2 separate regions of the Mus musculus genome follow, and region 2 is linked to region 1. The links are chromatin contacts, called in public promoter capture Hi-C maps. All regions are on one chromosome and are shown on one strand. Each heading gives the region's core, a stretch centred on a gene start, on an enhancer-like site or on the middle of the called end of the contact. The rest is flanking DNA. Distances are from core to core; before and after follow the strand shown. Region 1 holds the start of Lepr (leptin receptor). Region 2 holds the start of Slc35d1 (solute carrier family 35 (UDP-glucuronic acid/UDP-N-acetylgalactosamine dual transporter), member D1).

Region 1 (5,829 bases), core at 2,321-4,820:
TTTGATTGATTATTAACTATTTTTGTTTAATTTGCTTACCCTGCTAAAGTCTTTGAAAAGTGAGTGTATTTTAGGGACACTATTTGTGTTACTATGCAAAATTGATCTTAGGCTTTCGTTAAATCATCTTGTCATTATCTGCTTTGAACTTTTCCCTTCTATGATTATTTCTGGTACAGACAGAGGGGCTAGCTACTACTCATTTAAGTAAATGGGTCTGCCAATCATCAGCTAATGGCATGTCATGTGACCCCAACTTAAAACACCATTGTGCAAAGCTTTTCTTTGCTACCATTTTCTTGGGCCTCAGAATCCATTATTTAAGTAGTTAATTTTTTTATTTACCCAGCAAATGCAGCCCAGTACAATTAACTATACAAAGGTCCAAGACTTTGCTTGAATATTTGTTATTGATTGTTGTACTGGCTGGTTTTGTGTGTCAACTTGACACAGGCTGGAGTTATCACAGAGAAAGGAGCTTCAGTTGGGGAAATGTCTCCATGAGATCCAACTGTAAGGCATTTTCTCAATTAGTGATTAACGGGGGGAGGGCCCCTAGTGGATGGTGCCATCCCTGGGCTGGTAGTCTTAGGTTCTATAAGAGAGCAAGCTGAGCAAACCAGGGGAAGCAAGTCAGTAAGAAACATCCCTCCATGGCCTCTTCATCAACTCCTGCTTCCTGACCTGCTTGAGTTCCAGTCCTGACTTCCTTGGTGATGAACAGCAGTATGGAAGTGTAAGCCGAATAAACCCTTTTCTCCCCAACTTGCTTCTTGGTCATGATGTTTGTGCAGGAATAGAAACTAAGACAATTGTATTAGTGAATTTCTTAAAAAACAAACAAACAAACAAACAAACTTATAACATCTTTCTACTTTTCAAGTATAGCCCTTTTTTATTGTTAGATGTAGGCGTTCATGCACCTATTTCACAAAGTCCAGTCATGTGTGTATCTGTGTGTGTGTGTGTGTGTGTGTGTAGATACACAACCGGCAACTCATTCCTGGAATGTGGTCACAGTCCAATTCACCAACCACAAGGCTGGTTCTTGGATGAGTCTGTGATGCCCGTAAGTCACCCAGTGTGATTCAGTGTGGTTGTTACATCCCTGTTAGTTGAGTGTTTACACGATAGGAGTGGAAGAGTAAAAGCTGAAGAGGAAAGAGGCGATCCTGGAGAGAGGCAATCATGGAGGTCACTGGCAGGCATTCAAGAAGGGCAGCATCCAGATCACCAACGTAGCGATCAGGAAATGCTTATGTTCTGAATCTGACAACCTAAATACTTGGATAAAATATTTCACCCAGTTCATGTGATGGTAAGCTCAGCCGTTATTGATCGTGCTCAGTGGGGCTTGCATCTGTGTAAATGGGCAGTCTATTGATTTTTTTTCAAAAGAGAAAATAGGTGAACACATTAATTTATTTTTTACACTACATTTCCTTTTAGGGATTTTTCCCCCCTTTCCCTCCAAAAATATGGAGTGAGTCAGGGTGTTAATCTGTTTTGCTCTGGTAAATTCTGTCTCATTATAGAGATGGTTTTCAGTGTGGTGACAGTTCTTAACAGATTGGTTGTGATGTCTTCTTAACCATTTACTCCTTCGTAATCCTTTACCACAGCTGAGCTAAAACGCCAGCAGGATTGAGCCTCAAAGGTGCCCGGTTAATTAGCATGCACACGATATGTGGAGCGACTGACTCAAAGCCTGGGGCGAAGTGGACACTCCATGCTGTGTCATAGTGCAGAAATGTGTCTAGGTGGGGGATATGTAGGTGGGGTACACTTTGCCAAAAGTGATGGCTTGATGGCTGTGGTTAGCCTCCAAGCAATGCTTGGGACTCCAACAGAAATGGAGAATTTGAGGTCTGCACTTTTCCTTGAGGCAGTCATTTTCTATAATGCACAGGTTTTCTTTTCTTTTTTCTCTTTTCTTTTCCTTTCCTTTCTTTTCCTTTCTCTTCTTTTTCTCTCCTTTCTTTTCTTTTCTTTTTCTTTTCTTTTTCCTAGCAAGTATATAAAGTCATGATTCCCTCATGGCACTTGCATACACATATCCTCTTGCTTTGCTTCTCTTTACCCCCTCCACCAAAGCTTAGCATTTCTAGGTTAATGTTGCCTACCCCAGATGCCCATGAAATCTTTTATGCGGTAGTAGTGGCATTTCTGAATGAAGTGGCTTTAACATATGATCTCAGGGCCACCACTTGTCAGAACAGTGTCACTGAAAGGCCATGCCTGTGGGGTGGGGTGGCAGTTTCTGTAATGGCTCATCTCATGGGATAGGAGCTATGCTCTCAGTCCTGTGGTGGCTGGGTTAATTCAGGCAATTCACTTGTAGAGCCCGTTTTTTGATGGCCTTCCTAGGAGAACGATGGTCAAATTAACCTTGAGAGACCTTTGCTTGTAACTGAGGATTTACCCAGTCTAAATATCTCTACTCACTTTCATCTTTACTGTTTCTCTTTCAGATCTACTGTACAGCTGGGAATTTTATAAATGCTTATGTCCTCCTTCCTCAAGTTCAAAGAGAATAATGTAATACATCAAGTCCTCAATAAACAGACATAGGAAGTAAGCAGATGAGTGAGTCACATTTTGAGCAGAGAGCAACAAATGTACTTTGAGTTTGGATTCTGACTCTCTAAGGACAGATTTTTTTCCATCCATCCATCCATCTATCTATCTATCTATCTATCTATCTATCTATCTATCTATTTTGTAACCTGCTACGTCAAATGTCATTGAGTTCCAGGATGGAAAACGAAGTGTTCATTAATCAACTAGATGCAGGAATGCCCTCTTTCCCTTTGGGACAAGTAAGGCTGAGGTGATGGCTGATGCACATCAGGGGATAGGGAGCTCCTGACTGTCCTATTGGAGGGGTAGGGGGTAAGGGTCTTTCCTGGTTCTCTTTCCCACTTGGCACTTTCCTTGCGATTATTACTGCAGCATACCCCACACCTGCTGCTGTAAAGGCCAGAGAGGACAGAATCAGCCCTCAAAGCTTCGCCCAAGCTCCTCGGCCACGCGCGCAGCGTCCCCGCCGCGCAGTCACCTGAGTGGCCAGTGCCCCGCAGCGTCGCGCCCGCGCACGAGTGGTCGGCACCTTCTGAGCCAGCAGCATAGAGCCCAGGCATCCCTGCTTTACGCCACTCCGGGACACAGGTGGGACACTCTTTTAGTCCTCAATCCCTGGCGCGAGGCCACCCAAGGCAACGCAGGACGCAGGGCGTTTGGGGACCAGGCAGCAGACTGGGGCGGTACCTGCGGAGAGCCACGCAACTTCTCCAGGCCTCTGACTACTTTGGAAACTGCCCGGGGCTGCGACATCAACCCCTTAAGTCCCGGAGGCGGAAAGAGGGTGGGTTGGTTTGAAAGACACAAGGAAGAAAAATGTGCTGTGGGGCGGGTTAAGTTTCCCACCCTCTTCCCCCTTCCCGAGCAAATTAGAAACAAAACAAATAGAAAAGCCAGCCCTCCGGCCAACCAAAGCCCCAAGCGGAGCCCCAAGCGGAGCCCCAGCCGGAGCACTCCTTTAAAAGGATTTGCAGCGGTGAGGAAAAAACCAGACCCGACCGAGGAATCGTTCTGCAAATCCAGGTATGTTGAGGCCATCTAAGGCACTGGGTGTCGGGGCGCGACGCTACTCGTGGACTCCTGCCTGCAGAGGAGTTCTTCGGAGGGGCCTGAAGGGTCTGTGTGTATCCAGACAGTGACGCAAGCGCAGCGACAGCGCTCCGGACCCAGAAACATAGCACCTGGGTTCAGCTGTGGTTTCCGATTTATCTTCAGGGGTGTGTGCTTAGCCTAACCTCCATGGGTTTCTTGTCTATCACATTTAGAGGGTTGGATTCATTTCAGAGGGCTTTTTAATAATACCTCAGGTGTGCCTCATATTAAAAATCTAGACTTCTGTAATTGCTAATCTTGCTAATTTCATGAAACTAAAAGACTCCATTGGTCTTGGGTTGGGGTTTTTATGTGCATTAACAATCAATGTTTTCAGGATTTTTCAGTTAATAGTGGTAGGGAAAACATAGCATTTGTAAAGAATTTGGAAATATATAATTAATACAAGAATAGATCACCTGGCACTAAAAGAGTCATGTTACCTTTAAGCCAATGTCTGCAACACTGAAAAACTGAATAGAAAAAGGAAGAAAGAAGTACCGCAACTACATAAATAACCTGTGGCTTTCACACAGTACTTTTTTTTTTTTTTTTGTATTGTATATTTGGAAGAAAAAAATTGTAGAAAGCCAAAAATTGTAGCTTTCTCATCAAATACTGTGTGGCACTTGTGGCTTCTTAGCATAAAGTTGTGTGCAGAATGTTTAAGAAGTGGTTTTCCAGACCACTTCAGAGTGTCTCTGAAATGAATCTCAATAACAGAGACAGCAACTTCAGTGATATGTTTAATAATCTTGGAATGAATCCCAGAAAATAGTAGAGGTTAACTAAACAGATCAATCAGAAATTAGTACTACACACACACACACACACAGTAGTACTATAACGTGGCAGTGTACTTTTTGCTTAATTTTTGAAAAACAGAACACCTTGACATATGTGGGCACAGAAGGAGACAGTAGCTTTTTTTTTTTTTTTTAACCACATAAAATATTTTACTGTTGGTATTTTTAAAATTGTTTGGGATTTAGACACTGCCAGTTAGGCTAGGCATAGAAGCATTTTTAGCTAATTTTGTTGGCTATGGTCTAAAATGAAATAATGTCTTACCACCCACAAATGCTTTGTGTGCAATCTAAGAAGCAAAAGGACTTTGAAGTACTCCTTTATGAACACAGTTTAACTTATTTTCAGTTCTTTCTCTGTCTTTTGGCTGGGAAGAACGTCGACCAGTTTCTCTGTGGTCCTCATAGTACCCCCTGAAGCAGAGGCTCGGTTCCTTTGAAACTGAGCAGACTGAAGTGGATCCTGTGCTGATTAGCTAGGGAGCCTTAGAGCTCAGATACCCTGCTGGTGCTTGCTTGAAAAACAAGGGGAACACTGCAGGCATCTGCCTCTTAGATCCAGGCCAGCTCATTCACAGCTTGGGGAGCTGTGGAGCTTGGCAGAGACCCTTTTCTCTTTTGCAATGTGGGGCTCTACTCTCCTATGACTTTATCGAGGAAAAACAGTCATTGCTTCGCCCTTAGATCACTAATACAGGACCAAATGGTTTGTGTTTGTGAAGTGGGAGGTCTTGGAAATAAGGGGGGGAAAAGCCAAAATAAATGAATTCTTTTGGCAGATACTGTATTGCATTTTTTTTTATCCTTAGAGGCAAACACTCATACTAAAAAATATGTCCTGTGGAGTTAAAAATGAAGAGAAGGCTTACGCTCAGTTCAAATTCTTAAGATTTTATGTGATTTACAAATTCCAATTTTAATTAAATTAGAAAAGTGCGAATGTTCACCTACTGGCCAGACTTTGCACATACATGCTTTTGGGGTTTTCTATTTGGATTTGATCTTTTACAGTTCAGAATATTTCTTCTGAAGCACACACCCACACCATCAAACAAACAATGTGTAGCTCAGGCTGATCTCAGACTCATTTCGTTGCGGAGGATGGCCTTGGGTTTCTGGAGCCTCTGCTGCCTGGATGCTGGGATTGCAGGTCTGGCCCACCTGGTGTATGTAGTGCTGGGAATCAAACCCAGGGCTTCCTAGGCAAGCACTCTGCCGAGTGAGTGGCACCTGCAGCTCTTTTAAGTAATATCTGCAAAATATCTGTTGTCTTTTCACACCCATGATCTTAGTCTTTAGCTGTTTTTAACATTTGAACCCTGACAACTATAGGGAGAAATGCATAAGATGA
Region 2 (5,829 bases), core at 1,930-4,429, 1.5 Mb after region 1:
AAAAGAATTCCCTCCGTGTGTCCCTGTGACAAATCCGACTTCCTAGGAACAACTCCTCCCAGAGATAGTCTGGTCATTCTACCAGAGTTCTTGGTTTAAAAAAATAAAAATAAAAAAAGAGACAACAAAATTTTCTTTGCCTGTGGCTTGTTTTTGTTTTAATTAATTAATTAATTCAATTAGAAATAAAAATTTTAATTGTCCATACATATGTATGGGTATGTGCATGCCAGCAAAAGGGTCTGGAGAGGCCAGAAGAGAGTGTTGGATCTCCAATGAACTGCCTGGTCTACATGCTGGGAACTGAACCTGGGTCCTCGGGAAGAGCAGCCAGTGTTCTTAAGCCATCTCTTCACACACACACACACCCCACTCATCGTTTACAATCATGTCATACGTTCATGTAGGTTTCACCTAATCTACCCCTCCCCCCCCTCCCCGTGCATTTACCACACATACGCTACTACAAAGTCAGAAGTCAAGAACTAGGAGATGAGAGGGTGATGTGCAAGACTGTGCGTCTCTCTAAAGTGAATGGCTTTCCAGTTACAAGGTGACAGTTGATGATGAAGTCATCATGTTCGAGTCAAGATTCCATCTAACTTTAACCACTCCATGTTACAAGGGAACCTGCGGGAAATCTAAGGTCCATCATCCGACTTGCTGTCTGGAGTACACTTCAAATATATAGTGTTTATGAACTATATTAATCCCAAGCCAGACACCAGGGCAGCATTCTGGAGACACAGGCAAGTGGAGTACCACAAACCCAAGGCCAGTCTGGGTTTCATGGTGTGTTACAGGGGGAGAAAAAAAAGCCTATAAACCTGACACAAATCTTTCTCCGTGGCAGGTTCCCCCAAAACACTGAAAATCTACTGCACCACTGATAATATTTGAACACTTCAAACAAAGTCAGATGTGAGACAGGGAACAAAATTCACTCCTTAACTTTAAATAAACAACTTGTAACCAAAACTTTGGGTTCAGTCTTCATTATTTGATAGTGGAAACGTCCTGGTGTTTTTGTGCCCTCCCCCCTCACACACACACCCTCCCCCATCCATTCCTGCCACACTCAAACATAATACATTAACACAACATCATTTGTATTTAACTTTAAAATCATATTATTTTAACCAGACTAGAAAAATAAAGTTATCCATACTTCAGTTTCTTTGTGCTGAACAGTCCCGTGATTTGGTTCCCAAAATATAGTAGAGGTAGTGGAAACGTCTGGAAAAGTGAAAAGGGCAAGGGATGTCAATAATAAAGACATTCACAGCAAAGAGAAACAGCTCTGTTTATATAGTCAAATTCTTTCCACTTGAAACATAAGATTAGCTCCCATAAACAGGACTGACCCCCATTAAACTTCCAAACATCATTAACTATCCTTGGAAGAAGAGGGGATGGAAATATGAACATAATCAACCATGTGAGACAGAAACATCAGTTGCTTGAAAATATGGTACTATACGAGTCTGAGACACAGAAACATTTCGGCATCACATGGAGTCTCACAGAATCATAGAAAAGAATATGAAAGAAAACACTCCCAACACCACCACCTCCAATAAATAAATAAATAGGGAATAAAGGAAGCAGAAGATCGTGGCTAGAGTGGGCAGATCTGTTCCCAGAAACTCCTTAATGAAGAGAAGGATTTTCTATCTTCATCTTCCAGAGACGTTGTCGTCTTGGGTGCCCTGTGGCCTGTTTTCTCTAGCTTTGCTATATGCACTCGGAGACTAGGGTGGGAGCTAGACTGCATTTTTAAATATTCAAGACGCTGATTTTTTTTTCCGCCCTTAAGCCACAGAATGGCTCCTTTTTATAAAATAAAGTATCCCTTCTTTCTCACGTTTGTTTACCTTTCGAGGTACATTTCTGTCGAAGTCAGGAAACTTGACTACTCTGAGTGTCTTTCCCACCCAGAGAACCGCTACCGTGGCCACCATCTGCAAACAGAGAACACACACAGATGCACTGTTCTGCATAGAAAGACACACACAGAACTTCTGACAACACAGACCACGGGATGCCCGAGATTCCAACTAACCTGGCCAAGTCCAACACATAGCGAGGATGGAAATCTACAAAAGGGGTAAAGAAAAGGGGGTTAAAAACGGCCAGAACGTCCTCAGAGCACAGGGAATTCAACTCCCACACTGTCAGCCTTAAAATGCGTTCTGATTCAACCCACAGCGATGCCTGCCCCTCCAATAAAAAACAAAAAATTAAAAAAAAAATCTTAGATTTTGTAGCCTAGGGCGACCACTTGTCTGGTCTTGTCCTGTTTTTTTTTACAATTCCCTTCAGCTTCCTGCAACGGATTTTTCCAGAAAGTTAAGCCGCGGAGACCTCGTCAACGGTTTTAAATCTTTTAAATGACTCTTGAGGGGAAACACAAGACACACACATACAAACTTCTGCCCCGGAGTCTCAGTGACAGCGGCGACGGCGCGTGGGCGTGCGGCCGCGCCGGTCCCGGGGCTGTCAGCCGCGCGGGTCGCTAGTCCCTGGGCACCGGCCTCGTTGTGCCTTCCCCCTTCACCCCCAGCCCTGGCCAGTGCGGCGGGGAGCGTGGCCGAGGGTATCCCCGGGTGGGCTCGAACCCCCGTCCCTGCCCGCCGCGCCGCAGCCGCCGCCCGCCAGCCCGGCCACCTGTAGTTGGTGAGCACGCTCTTGTTGACCACCACGATGAGGAAGGAGCTCACGCCGTAGAAACCGGCGGCCAGCAGCTTCAGGAACACCGTTAGCGTTTCGGCCGGCGCCATCCCCAGCTCCTCCTCATCTCTGTGTGTGGAGGATTTCGCGGGGGCTTCTCCTTTAACCGGAGCATGCTGACGTCTGTGGACTTCCGCCATGGCGGCGGTGGCGCCGGCGGCGGTGGCGGTGGCTGCCGCAACGGGCCTGCGAGCGAGCGGGGCGGCGGAGCGGCGCGGCGGCGGGGGTCTGGGCCTGGCGGTGCGGAGCGCGGTGCCGAGCGGGCTTGGCGGTGCGGGGCGCGGAGGAGCGCGGGCCTGGCGTGGCGGGACCCCGGCTGCGGGAGCGGGCCTGGCGGTGCGGGGCGCGGGCCCTGAGCTCCGGGGCTCCGCGATTGCGGGCCTAGCGTGGCGGCGGAGGCTCGGGAAGGACCCGGCGGCTCGCGGCAGGGCTTCGCGGGTTGTGCTGCCCACAGCTCCCCGCACTGCCGCCGCCCGTCCCCGCCCAGGGGTTGGGACACTGGGGTTCACACCCTCGGGGACTTTGCCCTGGCATGGTGCCTCGCGGGGTCAGGGAAGGGCCGGGGCTGGCTCGGCGGGGCTGGGGACCCGGCATGGGCTCCGGGAGCAGCCGGGACACTGCTGGGGGACCACTGAGCCGGGCTGGCGAGCACAGAGTTGCGCCTGCGCACGAAGGCGCGCTGGGTCCCCCTGCGGGGAGCATGGGGGTTTTGCGGGAGCTGGGCTGCAGGCCTAGAAGTACCTCCCTCCTTTCTAACGTGTGGCTGGCAGAGAAGTGATGCCCCTGTTGCATCCTCAGTTATCCCGAAAGCTCTTTTTTTGGCCTCACTTGCCGAGGGGTCAAAGGTCACACAAAGTATCAAACATGATTCAACAGTAAACAAAGATTTCATTCTGCAAAGTGAGACCTCTCATGCTTCTGAAATTCTTTTTGTTGTTTTTTGCTTGTTTGTTTTAGCTGGTATATCCAGAAAAGGCAAGGATGAGGAAAGTGTTGCAATAAGCCGCTCCTGGAATAGTAAAAAGTGCAAGGTGTTTGGAGCCTAAAGCTTTGTTCCGGTTTTAGGACTGTTTGAAACATTCCCTGTGCTCTTAGGCAGATTCGATGGTCTCTGCACCTTCATCTCACGACCTCTGTTGTGTAAAGCCAGTTCTGTTTTCTTGACACAGTGCAGTCACACAAGCAAAGAATACCTGTTGAAGCAAGGACGTTACATTCCTACTTTTAGAAAGTTTTGAATTATTCCCCCAAACTTCCCATCTTCTTAAGTGTCTTTTTTTTTTTTTTTAAACTGTGGTAAAAATATCAGTTTATTGTTTTAATCCTTGGATGTGCAACTCTCACCAGGCACCCTCCCCAAAACATTCACCGTGTCAGATGGAAACTCTTGTGGGAACGAAGCAATCATTTCCTGTTCTCTACTCCCCTCCTCAAAACCAAGTAACCTGTGTTGTGCTGTCAATCTCTGTGAATCTGACTATTCTGTATATCACACAGATGAGCAATCGCACAGTATTTACCCATCCGTGACTGGCTTAGGCCAGTTACACAATGTGTTCAAGGTACATGCACCCTGTACCGTGTCTCAGAACTGGAATTCCTGGCAGCCAGCATGGCATCCTTGACTGTTGGTAACCTCCTTTGCCCGCACCTCCAGATGCCTGGCTTTTCCCCTTTCCTGAGTTGTAGCTAAATCAACAACAAGGCTCACATCTCTCTTTCTTCACTTCCATTTCACAATGCCCCTCCCTCATCTCTTCTTGAATTATTACTTTTCCTTCTATATTGGGCAAAACGGTGCCTGTTTTCTGGGGAGCCTGTCTCCAGAGATCCCCTTCATGCCTTATAAAAAGTGACCTCTCCCTCTGTGCCCTTCCCATCCCGTGCACTGCTTTTAGAGAATGTCTTACTCTGTCCGTGCTACCATTACATATTGCCCGTGACTGGACCATTTATAGAGAACAAACATTCTGGATGGTTTTGGAGAATAAGAAATGCAAAATCAAAAAGCACCGCCCCATCGGGTGTCTCTGTTAAGGCCTAAGCCCTCTGATTCTAAGATGGTGCCTTGATCACTGGTCCTGGAGAGGTGAAAACCACTGTCCATGGACAGCATGGGCCTTATGGACAGCCGAAGAGACAGAAGGACAAAGGAGGGCAAGTGCTAACTGAAGGCTGGTGTCTGCAGCATGAGCTCTGTGCTAAAGGCCTGTCTTCCTGATTCAGTCACATTGACGGTTGTTCCCATGTATCCAAGTTACCCAAAATGGAAATAAATGTAAAATTATGGGGCTAGGAAACAATGTTTTTCTCTGCCTAAAACCATATTTACAAAAATTAACAGATACTTAGTAAGGCCCGTCACAGGCCAAGGTCTACCTACCATGGGTTCTCTCACTCCTGATAATGACTGGGCTACAATGGGCCTCTGTAAAAGGCTGTGGAATCCGGTGATCAAAGATTGTCACTTGGTGCCTACAGAGGTACATGTCTCCCCTAAAGCATGAGTAATTAGAATTAGGATGGTTTTTGTTATTTTAAGTACTCAGACCTATTTCTTAATCTCGGTAATATTAATTACAAAACTATGTATGGGAGATTTTACATTATTTGACACAATAATCTCCATGCTGAAATATGTGAAGGAGTTATAGGGTTGCAAAGGCTACAGTGACTACTTTCAATGAGTTATGAATCTGCATAGGATTGTAAAGGTTACGCTGAATATGAATCTGAGATATGAATCTGCTCTGTTTTGAAAGGTCAATTTGTGGGTTGGTAAATTTTACACCTTTCTGGGTAGAATTACTACCAGAAAAATCTTTGTAATTATTGTTCTTTAAGATGTATTGTTCTTCATGTGTGCTTGTGTATGTGAATACTTTATAGTGGGCACACACAGAGCTGGAGTTAAGTAGTGTTGAGCCTCCTCATGTGAGTCCTGGAAATCAAACTCCAGCCCTCTCTGCAAAAGCAACAAGTGTTCTTAACAGATGGGCCATCGCCCCAGCCCAGATCTCTGTAGTTAAATTACATTTTCAAATGAAAACATTGCTGTCAGTCATCCTGCTTTTCTATCAAAGAAAACAGATTCCATAT

Evidence for each region. Promoter capture Hi-C pulls out the DNA fragments that hold promoters and counts their contacts.
Region 2: a promoter capture Hi-C map of cranial neural crest shows a contact between it and region 1. The contact joins the promoter of Slc35d1 here to the promoter of Lepr in region 1. A contact is called at or near these places in 2 of 39 promoter capture datasets (cranial neural crest and liver).

Annotation. Positions count from the first base shown.
Region 1 is chr4:101,714,336-101,720,164 of GRCm38.p6, forward strand. It overlaps Lepr (leptin receptor), which reads left to right and starts at 3,571. Exons shown (of 19, transcript NM_146146.3): 1 at 3,571-3,603.
Region 2 is chr4:103,211,997-103,217,825 of GRCm38.p6, forward strand. It overlaps Slc35d1 (solute carrier family 35 (UDP-glucuronic acid/UDP-N-acetylgalactosamine dual transporter), member D1), which reads right to left and starts at 3,180. Exons shown (of 12, transcript NM_001356276.1): 1 at 2,668-3,180; 2 at 2,063-2,096; 3 at 1,875-1,961; 4 at 1,169-1,236. The coding sequence starts at 2,870. Gm46864 (a long non-coding RNA gene) reads left to right here and starts at 2,947. Exons shown (of 3, transcript XR_001784379.1): 1 at 2,947-3,001.